Regions from separate parts of the Astyanax mexicanus genome. Here region 1 is linked to region 2. Evidence: chromatin contacts called from public Hi-C data. All regions are on one chromosome and are shown on one strand. The core of a region is the stretch at or near the end of the contact, and the rest is flanking DNA. Distances in the headings are between cores, read along the strand shown. Region 1 overlaps adamtsl4 (ADAMTS-like 4). Region 2 overlaps tars2 (threonyl-tRNA synthetase 2, mitochondrial).

What was found. A called contact is a pair of places that touch in the nucleus more often than the background predicts.
Region 1: a contact with region 2 is called in a Hi-C map of muscle, with 20 times the contacts expected there. The contact joins two enhancer-like sites. A contact is called at or near these places in 2 of 3 Hi-C or Micro-C datasets (both in muscle).

Annotation. Positions count from the first base shown.
Region 1 is chr6:29,624,000-29,628,871 of AstMex3_surface, reverse strand. adamtsl4 (ADAMTS-like 4) reads right to left here. Exons shown (of 17, transcript XM_022673762.2): 9 at 4,124-4,238; 10 at 2,755-2,979; 11 at 1,931-2,060; 12 at 1-32. Among protein-coding and RNA genes, the nearest start is that of celf3b, 13 kb to the left of the region's middle. Within about 2 kb of position 2,886, the one cell type or tissue checked has an H3K27ac peak away from gene starts, as active enhancers do.
Region 2 is chr6:29,551,894-29,557,140 of AstMex3_surface, reverse strand. It overlaps tars2 (threonyl-tRNA synthetase 2, mitochondrial), which reads right to left. Exons shown (of 18, transcript XM_007254527.4): 18 at 3,336-3,981. The coding sequence ends at 3,839. Among protein-coding and RNA genes, the nearest start is that of tars2, 21 kb to the right of the region's middle. Within about 2 kb of position 3,235, the one cell type or tissue checked has an H3K27ac peak away from gene starts, as active enhancers do.

The DNA of each region.
Region 1 (4,872 bases), core at 1,637-4,136, 72 kb before region 2:
CACTGCACTCAGACCACGAGCCCATCTCCCAGCTGCAAACAAGCACGAACAGGGACACAGTGCTGTTAATACAACTGTACTATATCTTCAGTGTCATGCTATAGATTTCAACTTTACAGGAGAAGACAAGTTTTCAAAATTGTTTAACTAATTGTAAAAATCTTGGTGTTAAACAATACAATAACATAGTATATGTAACAGCACAGTATGTATGTGGCAAAAAAGCTAGTTTGTGGCCGATACATGCTATGCTGGTACCTAATATTAGCCACATCGTGTAGAAGGGACACTAGGCTTTTCTTGATAATTCACCAGTTTTAAAGAATTAAAATTAAAACTTCAAAGACACTTCACCACTTCATTGAGTTGTAAAAGGCATGAACAGTAGCATCCCTCTCCTGCTGAAACCAGGCTATGTAAATTCTGTGTGCCTGGAGTGACCAATACTTGCAAAAACTGCATCTCTTTCAAAAACTGTGAACTACTTTATGACATTTTAGTTCTAAAAGTACTACAAGGACTACAAAAATCTGTCAAATAGCGAACACAGAAAAGGCCTGTTCAGTTTTTCAATTACGGACAAATTATAGTAGCGGCCATGAAGAGACCAAAGAGATGGATGTCTAAGAAAGCAAGGAAGAAGAGAAGAGAAAGTAACCATGCTAAAGACCAGGCGAGATTGAATATTGGAAATACATATACAATATACAAGCAAATAAAGGATAACTACTATCAGTTGCACTGATATTTTGCTTTGTTATATAATTTAGTCTATAATATTACTTTATGGTGTTGTTGTCCACTTTTTGTTGGTAACACTACCTGGCCAAAAAAAGAGTCTCCATCTGGATTTAAGTAAATTATCTGGGTTTGCTGCAGTTGGTCAGGTCTAGGTTCAGCAACAGTATGTGCTGAAAGAATGAGGTCAGCTGACTACCTGAATATACTGAATATAGACCAGGTTATTCCATCAATGGATTATTTCCTCCCTGATGACACGGGCATATTCCAAGATGACAATGTCAGAATTCATGGGGCTGAAATTGTGAAAGAGTGATTCAGGGAGCATGAGATCATCATTTTCACACATGGATTGTTCACCACAGAGTCTAGACCTTAACCCCATTGAGAATCTTTGGAATGTGCTGGATAAGACTTTGTTAAGCGGTCAGACTCTACCATCATCAATGCAACAATGGATTAAAATAAATCTTGTTAAATTGCAGAAGCTTATCGAAACAGTGCCACACTGAATGAGGGCTGCAATCAAAGCTAATAGCGATCCAACAAAGTGTATGACCTTTTTTGTGCCTACTTTTTTTGGCTAGGCAGTGTATGAAGGTTATAGTAAGATTTTTGCACATATTTTCCTGATCCAGGTTTTTTTTAGCTTAGCTTGCAATGCAGGGATCCAAAATCTGATCAAAATATAAATTTTAGTAGGGGGCTGGTAAAAGCTTTTTAAAAGATTTTTAATAATACTGTGTTTGGGTTTAACTATAATTACATGTTTGTCTTGTTTGTGTTGAAGGCTAACAGCGCTTCTGTCTGAACACACACTGTTATATTATAGTTATAGAAACTGAAGAAATGTCTTGGTTTAGTCTTTTCTTTTTTAAAATAAAGAAAGCAAAATTATGCAAAAAATGTATGCACAAAATAGTTAAAGATAAATTTTAGATCAGGTTCAGGTAGTTTTCTTGCATTCGAGAAACAGACATACAAGCAGATTTGTGAAGGGAGGGAACGGGTAGGGGGAGAGGCTCATTATGTGACATAATGTGAATCTTGTTCTTTACATGATATCGAAATGACAAGATAAATAGACCAATATAAATGCTCCAATAAGTTTGTTCAAATGTTTGGTCAATGCTGGAGGGTTCACCACATAGATGGGCATACAGACCACACAGAGCGAAATGTGACTCACAATGGTGGGCAGGGATGGATGTTGCATGGCTCTTCCTCTGGGAGCGGCTTGGCTGCTGAGTCACATCTTTTCTCGTGGACCTCCTGATCAGTGTGTCTGTTCACACACAGAATCTCTCTGTACTGAGAACCTTCACATAAACACACATACAGATAACACGATCAGCTATGCCTTGTAGTACCATAGTTTTACCACAAGAGGGAACTATAATACAAGATCACACTCCACATGCATATAAAATTAATCTAAAACAGATCCGTATGACACACACACACACAGCAAAAAACACATCATTATAAGACAAAGTATTGCATGACTGAAACATTGACATTTGGCACCAGGTTTTTGGCATGACTGTTATGGCAGAACAAGCCCAGAACAAAAAAGAGAATATCTGGCAAGAATTTATTTTTATAACTTCTTCTGTGTTGATATTGAAACACACCCTTATTTAACAAAAATGCCTTCATATTAAGTGTTTATACAGTAATATATACTTCAGATATGTGTGTAATCATTGTACAGTATAAACCCTGTCTCTACCTCTACACTGATTAATGATTGTATAGTTCGTGTCCTAGGGTCTAGGCAGCAGTATTTTCTGAAAAAAATCTTTTACCTCATTATAAAGGGTTACTGCTACCGAACCACTATGGTTAATAAATCATAAAACAGAAATAAAATTTAAATTAACTGAAAAAAGTAAATGGAATTGAAATTGAAATATAATTGCTGAATTTCGTTTAACTGAACAGAACTAAAATGAAGACTATAATAAAACTTGAGTAATGTTATAGACTAAATTATACACACACACATCTGACCTTTTCCACAGGTGGCAGAGCACTCAGTCATTCTGCCCCTCCTCCAGACGAAAACAGGTTGGTTGTCCAGTGGGATGTCGGTCCGAGGTGGGATTCGAGCATTCCGGTTGGACCCTGAGCTCCGTACCCGGGGCCGTTCCAGGGTCCACCTCTCTGGGGTCGCAGAATTTGAGGAAGAAGAGACAGGAGGAGAGGGAGGGTCTTCAACAGCCACTGCAAGAGGACCTGAGTGAGAGAGAGAGCGAAACAGAGCGAAACAGACAGAGATAGAAAGAACGATTTTTCTTATAAATATTAAATAGCAACTGGTATTTTGGTATTTTCAAAATAACAAACATGAAGATACAATGACAAGATGACAACAACGACAATTAGATGATAGTTACTGTGTACTTTTTGATTCTCCTGTAGTTTTGTTGTGCTGTTTATTGTTACTGATTACACTGTTTTGTTTGTTACCAGCTAAAATGTCTTTAGCAACAGTGCAGTAAACAGCCCTGCTAATGAAGTCCATTAAAGTGTCAGACTGAACTGAAACAGAGAGGAGAAAGGACGGGTGTATGCAGCTTTCTCAGGAACGCACTTACAGTCCAAGAGTCACGAGGAGACTGAACTCAACACAAGACACACCCACCCACACACACACACACACATATACAGACCCTCAGGCAGCCAGAAATGGTGTCCTCATATGTGTGTGTGAAGGTCTAAATCATGTTCTAAATGATCAGAACATTTGAGCAGCGATGCCCAATATGAGATCAGAGAAGACGGCCCAAAAGAAACATGTTCAACAGACATACTCCCACACACACACACACACACACACACTGTGTAATACTACACCTAATATTTAACCTAACTCTGACCACAATAACTTTAAACCTAACCCTTAATATTAACCCTAACACTGACCACACTAACTCTAAAGCTAACCCTACATTTTAACCATAACACTGACCACACTAACTCTAAACCTAACCCTATTATTAACCCTAACAGTACAATCCCTAAACCAAACCCTAATCATAACCCAAACCTAACCACAATATAATAGAATCCAAATCTTTAGGTATTGGAAGCAAATGTTTGAGTTTGTGTTTTAAGAAAAAGTAAAATGTCCTCACTTGGACTCGTCACTAAAGATCTGACACTGGTTCGTAACAAAGATTATAAAACAAACAGTATTAACAGTATTATAAAACAAACACAAATAATAAACAGGGAGGAACAGACTTGCACAGAAACAGACAGAGATGAGAGACAGACAGCCTGAGAGACAGAGACAGAGATTAAGTATCCGAAAGATGACTGAAAACAGATGAGAGCTAGGAGAAAATAAGGGGCGGGAATGAAGACAGAAACTCACTGATCTCTCGAAGAGGTTCGTTCCCTCCATCCCACTCTCTCACTTTTTCTTTTCCCTGCTTCACTGGAATGTAGTATTCATAGTCTATACCTGGATTGTGTCTGTGGAAAATAATCTGCATACAGAGAGAGAGAGAGAGAGAGAGAGAGAGAGGAAGAGAGATTAATAACTCCATAACCTAATATTAATGCTTGCTTAGAGGCCAAATTCCATTTCGAATTAGTTATTAATCACTATTGTTAAGCAACTGCCCTACACACACACACACACACACACACACACACACACACACACACACACACACACACACACAGCTCCTGCAACTAATGTGGAATCTTTATTCTTCTAGCAGCTGAATACTAACTGAAAAGTTTCCCCCAGGGGTGTATCAGAGGGTGGGATAAAATCTGGAAGAAATGGAAACAGTATGTTGTAATAAACTCACTACATAACTGTATGTGTGTGTGGCGATTCAGACTAAAACCCAATCCCATTTCACCCATTGCCTCTACCACTTAACCTCTCCACTTTTCACATTCACAACTAGAGGAAGGGTGTTCCAATCTTGTTGGGATAAAGTTTTAAAGCTGCATCGCCTCCAAACAGAGATTTTTCTCGGAAGTAAACTCAATTTTAACAAAATGTTTTACAGTACATATAACTAGTTCTGAAACCATGTTAAAGCTCAGTTGTCTTATTTATGCAACTTTAAGATTTTTAACCTTAGAATATTTAGTCATCTGTCTTTA
Region 2 (5,247 bases), core at 1,986-4,485:
TTTACAAGTGTCCCAAAACAGCTTCAGACATAAAGGTCTTAATGATCAAACTGAGGCAAAATGTTTCAGGAAAAGAAGAAACACTGAGATGAAGCAAGACTCAAAGGAGGAAACCCATTCTATGATTTACGATGCAGGAAGAACACTTCTACAAGAAAGATAAAACAGAGGCACTAGAATTACCAGAGGAAATCTCCAATTGATAAAGCAGTGACACAAAATGAAGATGTTCTAAAATCTGCTTGTAGCAGATATAAAGCTTGGACTAGTCTACAGTAGCCCTGCATCTGGTACAAACAGTAGAACTTAAAATGTACACGATTTTATCATTGTGTAACAATGTTATGCAATGTTATGCAGGTTTTGCTTTTTTATTTGCACTGGATCTAATATGTAGTCAACATGTACGGGCCCATAGTTCAAAACATAATCAATACGCTGCTTGGAAAAGTGTAATTTTCATTAAATTTTGCATCTTTTTTTCTTTATACATACCTTTTCTTACTGCAGGCAAAGAGTTATATTTTAACCTAATAAGTCAGCAGGACTTGTATCTTAAATGCTTCAGGTTTGTTTAAATGTAAAACTTTCTGAAGCTTAATTTTTGTGGTGAGCACAGAAAATACCCACCTGTCACTCTATAGACTGTGTATGGGTTATTCCTACAGGTCCTTTTGCATTCTCAGTAGTGTCTTGTATATAGTTTATAAAATATTAAACAGCATATTTGTAAATGTCTTCTTAAAATAAACATTGTCTTCTTAAAATAAACATTTTTCAAGCTAAACAGAGACAATAGTTTTCCATGTCTCTATTCAATAGAATAAAGCAGGTTTGTTCTTGAACAGGTATAATAATTTATTTAGCAAACTAAATATATATATTATATATAAAAAAAAAAAAAAAAAAAAAAAAAAAATTATATATATATATATATATATATATATATATATATATATATATATATATATATATATATATATATATATATATATATATATATAAATAGTGCAACTATTTCTTTTGATGATAAGTGTATGTTCCGAGGCTTTGCTTAAGTTATCCGAAAGTTCACGCTTTACATAACAGTACTAACCTTGCCTAAGCCTTGCTTTACTAAAATATCTAGAAGCTTTTATCCAGTGTTTTTTTTTTACCATTGCCAAATGTCCTATTCATAAACCAATCACCACAGAGATGTGTGACCTTTTCTTTGCCACTCCCAACCTCAGCAGTCTTAGCAGATTAACTCACTTATAGACTGGCACTCGCAAGTCAAGGCCGTATGTAAGGCCCACTGTGTACAATTTAATTCAATGGCAATTGTACACAAAGCAGGAGTCTTTAAAATTCTACCCCGCTTTCTTTTTGCCGCAAGCTAAAAATAATTTCAGATGAACTTTACGTGACTTGGCTCACTGGTTGAAGAATTGCTTTCTGTGAAGGAGTGTTTGTATGGAGAGAGAGAGAAAGTTGGGGGAGAGGGAAAGCGAGAGAGAGAGAGAGAGAGAGGATAGGAGAGATGTTATCTCTTCTACGCACTCCAAACCACAAAGAGAAACGACTGGAATAAAAGAATCAGTCTCTGTACTAGTTAATGTGCTTGGCCATATGGCATATTCTGGAGAGTTTTACGATACTAATGGATATGGACCTTGTACCCCATATATACACATATATTACAGTACATATACAAGCTATTAATACATCTATTATAATTTATTTCACAAATCAGTTTTGTTACATAGAAATTTATTTACCTATTCTCTCCCAAAAAAATGACCTAAACTACGTAAAACTAAACTTGGACTGTATGTAATTTTGACTGGTCCGTGGGATGTACTTGTGAAGACTCCTGCAATGAACGTGGATGTGATTTTGATTCTGCCCAAATTGATTGTCGGCATACACAATTCTAACCAGATCCACTGGTCGCAATCATTACCACCCGTTGCGCTTTCCACTGAGGGTGGGAATACCTTCAAGGACATATTCTCGGTGCACACCTGACACTGTGGATTGTAGAAGAATGACCTGGCTCAAAGTCCGATAATTCACATCACCTTGCATAGGCATGCTTTTCTGCGTTGAGCCTCAGTCACAAGATAACACCTCACAGGATGTATATATGCAAATGCATATGCAGACTTTCCCAAGCTGGTCTCTGAGGTAACAATTAAGCAGGGTAACTTCCTGTTTACTGTGTACACAAATAAAAAATATTAGAATCTGGAGTAAATAGAAATTAGAAAACAGTCAGTTAAGTATAGAAACTTACTACTTAAAACTGAACAAATATCTTTGGCCAGGGAAACAAAAGAATAAAAGCAGCCTTTTAAAGTTTAAAGTTTCAAAAACTGTGGTGTTATACTGTCTTTTTACTGTATCCTTAAAAATTGTCAATGTACCTCAAACAGCTAAAATCAGCAACCGTTTTATTTATTTATTTTTTAACTATGGGTAAATGTATTGGTGCTGCTTCAGAGTAGCTGAAACCAAGTCCAGAATGTTGTTACAGCAAGAGAATTTACGTCAGTTAGTGAAGTGACACACACACACACACACTTTCTGAATTCCCCTTCTGTGTCCACCTTCTCAAGCAGAACAACCATGCCTTTGAACCTGTCTCACTTTTCCTTCACTCCATCACTCCTCTTCTCTCATTCCCTCACGTTGTCTTCTTCAGATTCCTGTTTTCAGCAGCCCTGTGGCTGAAACTGCACACACACACAAGCATACCAGTATCTTACAAAGCCTTTTAAAGTGTATTTGAGAATGGTCTGTTGGATTCCAACCCTGTCTGCGGTAAGAGAGGGCGTGAGAGTGAGTGTGTATGAGTGTGTGTGTGTCTACCCTGACCCTTTCCCTCTTTGGTCACTTTAGAGTGACTCATATCTCTTCCGTTCTGCCGCTTTCTCCCAATTAGAGCAGCAAAACTCCCAGCGGTCACTCCTGTCGCTGACCCACAGCCTCCATTTTCCTGTTTTCATTAACAACACAGCGGCCTATCAACCTAAGCCACCTATGCTTTCTTCCCATTTTGGTAAAATCCCCACTTTTTTCCCCTCCCATCCTCCCTTCCTCTCTCCGTCTGCTTGCCTCCGCATCTGTTCCCTGAAAGTCTATTCTATTCGCATATCCATGACTCCCCCTCCTTATATAACAATGCCTGTGTAAAGGGAGTGATTTCTAAAAGAAGTCATTTCTAAAAAAGGCATGAAGTATTCTGGCTATTCTGGTGTAGCAGCCAACACTGGGCTCACACCAGACTAAGCTGGACCCCAGCAGTCTTTCCCTGCTTTTAGGAAGCGTCTCCAAAGAGAGGACACGAGGTGCAACTTACAAATGAGGCTATTTTATTATAAATACTTTAGTCAAGCATTTGTAACTGAATGTTAATTCTGACCTCGTCCACTGATCTATTCAGGTCAGTCGGGTTCAGTTGAGTTGTCCTGGTTCGAGAGCAGGAACACAATGAAGAGTCTGTTTGGTTTTCAGAGAGTTCGAACATTAAACCGATGAAGAGTGTGTTTATACATGAGTGGGTGGGAGTGTGTGTGTGTGTGTGAGATAGAGAGAAGGAGATCCAATAAAGTTTATACATCTCTCTCTCTCTCTCTCCTAATTTTATGTATGTGGGTGAGGGAACAAGATTCAGGAAAGTTTACACTTGTATAAGTATACACATATTCAGGGCAATAAACTGCCCAATGGGAGTTGTCTCCATCCTCTGTGTGTGTGTGTGTGTGTGTGTGTATATACACATGTTTCAGATGTTTTTTAACTTGGCCGGTTTGTTATGACTGAGCGTGTCCAGGTTCCTGAGTGTGTGGGCCGATCAAAACTCGTCTCGATTACTGCGTCTCTCTCGGAGCTCCTCCAGTGAAGTCATCACATCCTCCAGTGACCTTTGACCAAGCTGCTTTCCTCCTCTTGTCCGTACGCTGACCGTGCCACTCTCCTGCTCCTTCTCTCCAACCACTGCATGCAAGAGGAAATTTAATTTATGTACAGTTGTGTTCAGCCAAAGTGCACCTCAGCAATTGACTTGCACTCATTCAACAGCAGCTGAGCTTTGAACCCTGAAAGACAGGTCAGTGTTCTCCCTGCCAGGCCACCTTAAACTCTACACTAGCCTTCCAACTGCATTAGATCAATTCTTGAGATCCTTTTCCACGATAAACTAAATCAGCTACTGTCAAATCCAAGACACACTAAATCTGCAAACTACACTGAATCACAGTAGAATGCCAGTCAAAAGTCTGGACACACCTCTTCTCATTCAATGGGTTTTTTGGTACATTTATTAAACACATGCAGAAATATTTTGTAAACAAAAAGTGTTAATCAGTATGTTTTATACTTTAAATTATTCTAAGTTGCATAATTTTGCCTTCGTCACAGATTTGTATACTCTTGATATTTTAATCTCAGTGTTTTCATGAGTCACTTCAACAGCAACTTGGAGTTCCTGGAGGTGCTGAACAATAGTTGCTGCTTTTCCCTCATACTGTGAAGCTCCAACTCATCCCAAATCATTATTACATAACGTGTCCATATGTGCCCCTTAATTCTTTTTATTACTTTATTATTTTTCTACAACGTAAAAAATAAATTTAAATATAAAAGAAGAAAACATTGTGAATGAGACAGTGTGTCCAAACTTTTCACTGATACTGCAACCAAATGAGAGTAATTATTCATAATAAACATATGATATGCCCCAAACTAGAGGTATCAACCCCCAATTGTCATTTTTTATCTTACTTAGCAACCAAATATATATATGCTGTCTAACTAAGATCCAACCTTAATATTCTCCAGAAATATAAATTTGAACCATTAGAGCACTAAAACAAGTCTGGCTGTTTTATTAATAACATATATTTGTCAGTCAGTCACTGTTCCACAACCAACATACTTAAGCCACAATATGCAATTGATGCTTAATTTTTATTTGTTCATCATTTTGCTTCATAAAATTCATAATATTAGATTGAGACATATACTTTTTCAAACTACGTAGATCCCAGACTTTGATCAGTTGAACACAACCTGCTACTTGTGTTTCTAACCTACACCAGATCTTGGAAATTACTGTAAAAACATTTAAATCATCATCAAACTTCCTTTCCAGTCTTTTTGACTTTGCCTGATCTGTTTATCGTGGCCTCGGTAAATATAGAAGTAGAGCTGACTCTCGTATTTAGACTCAGCAAGCTGTCAGTGGTTTGCTCCAGCAGCCGA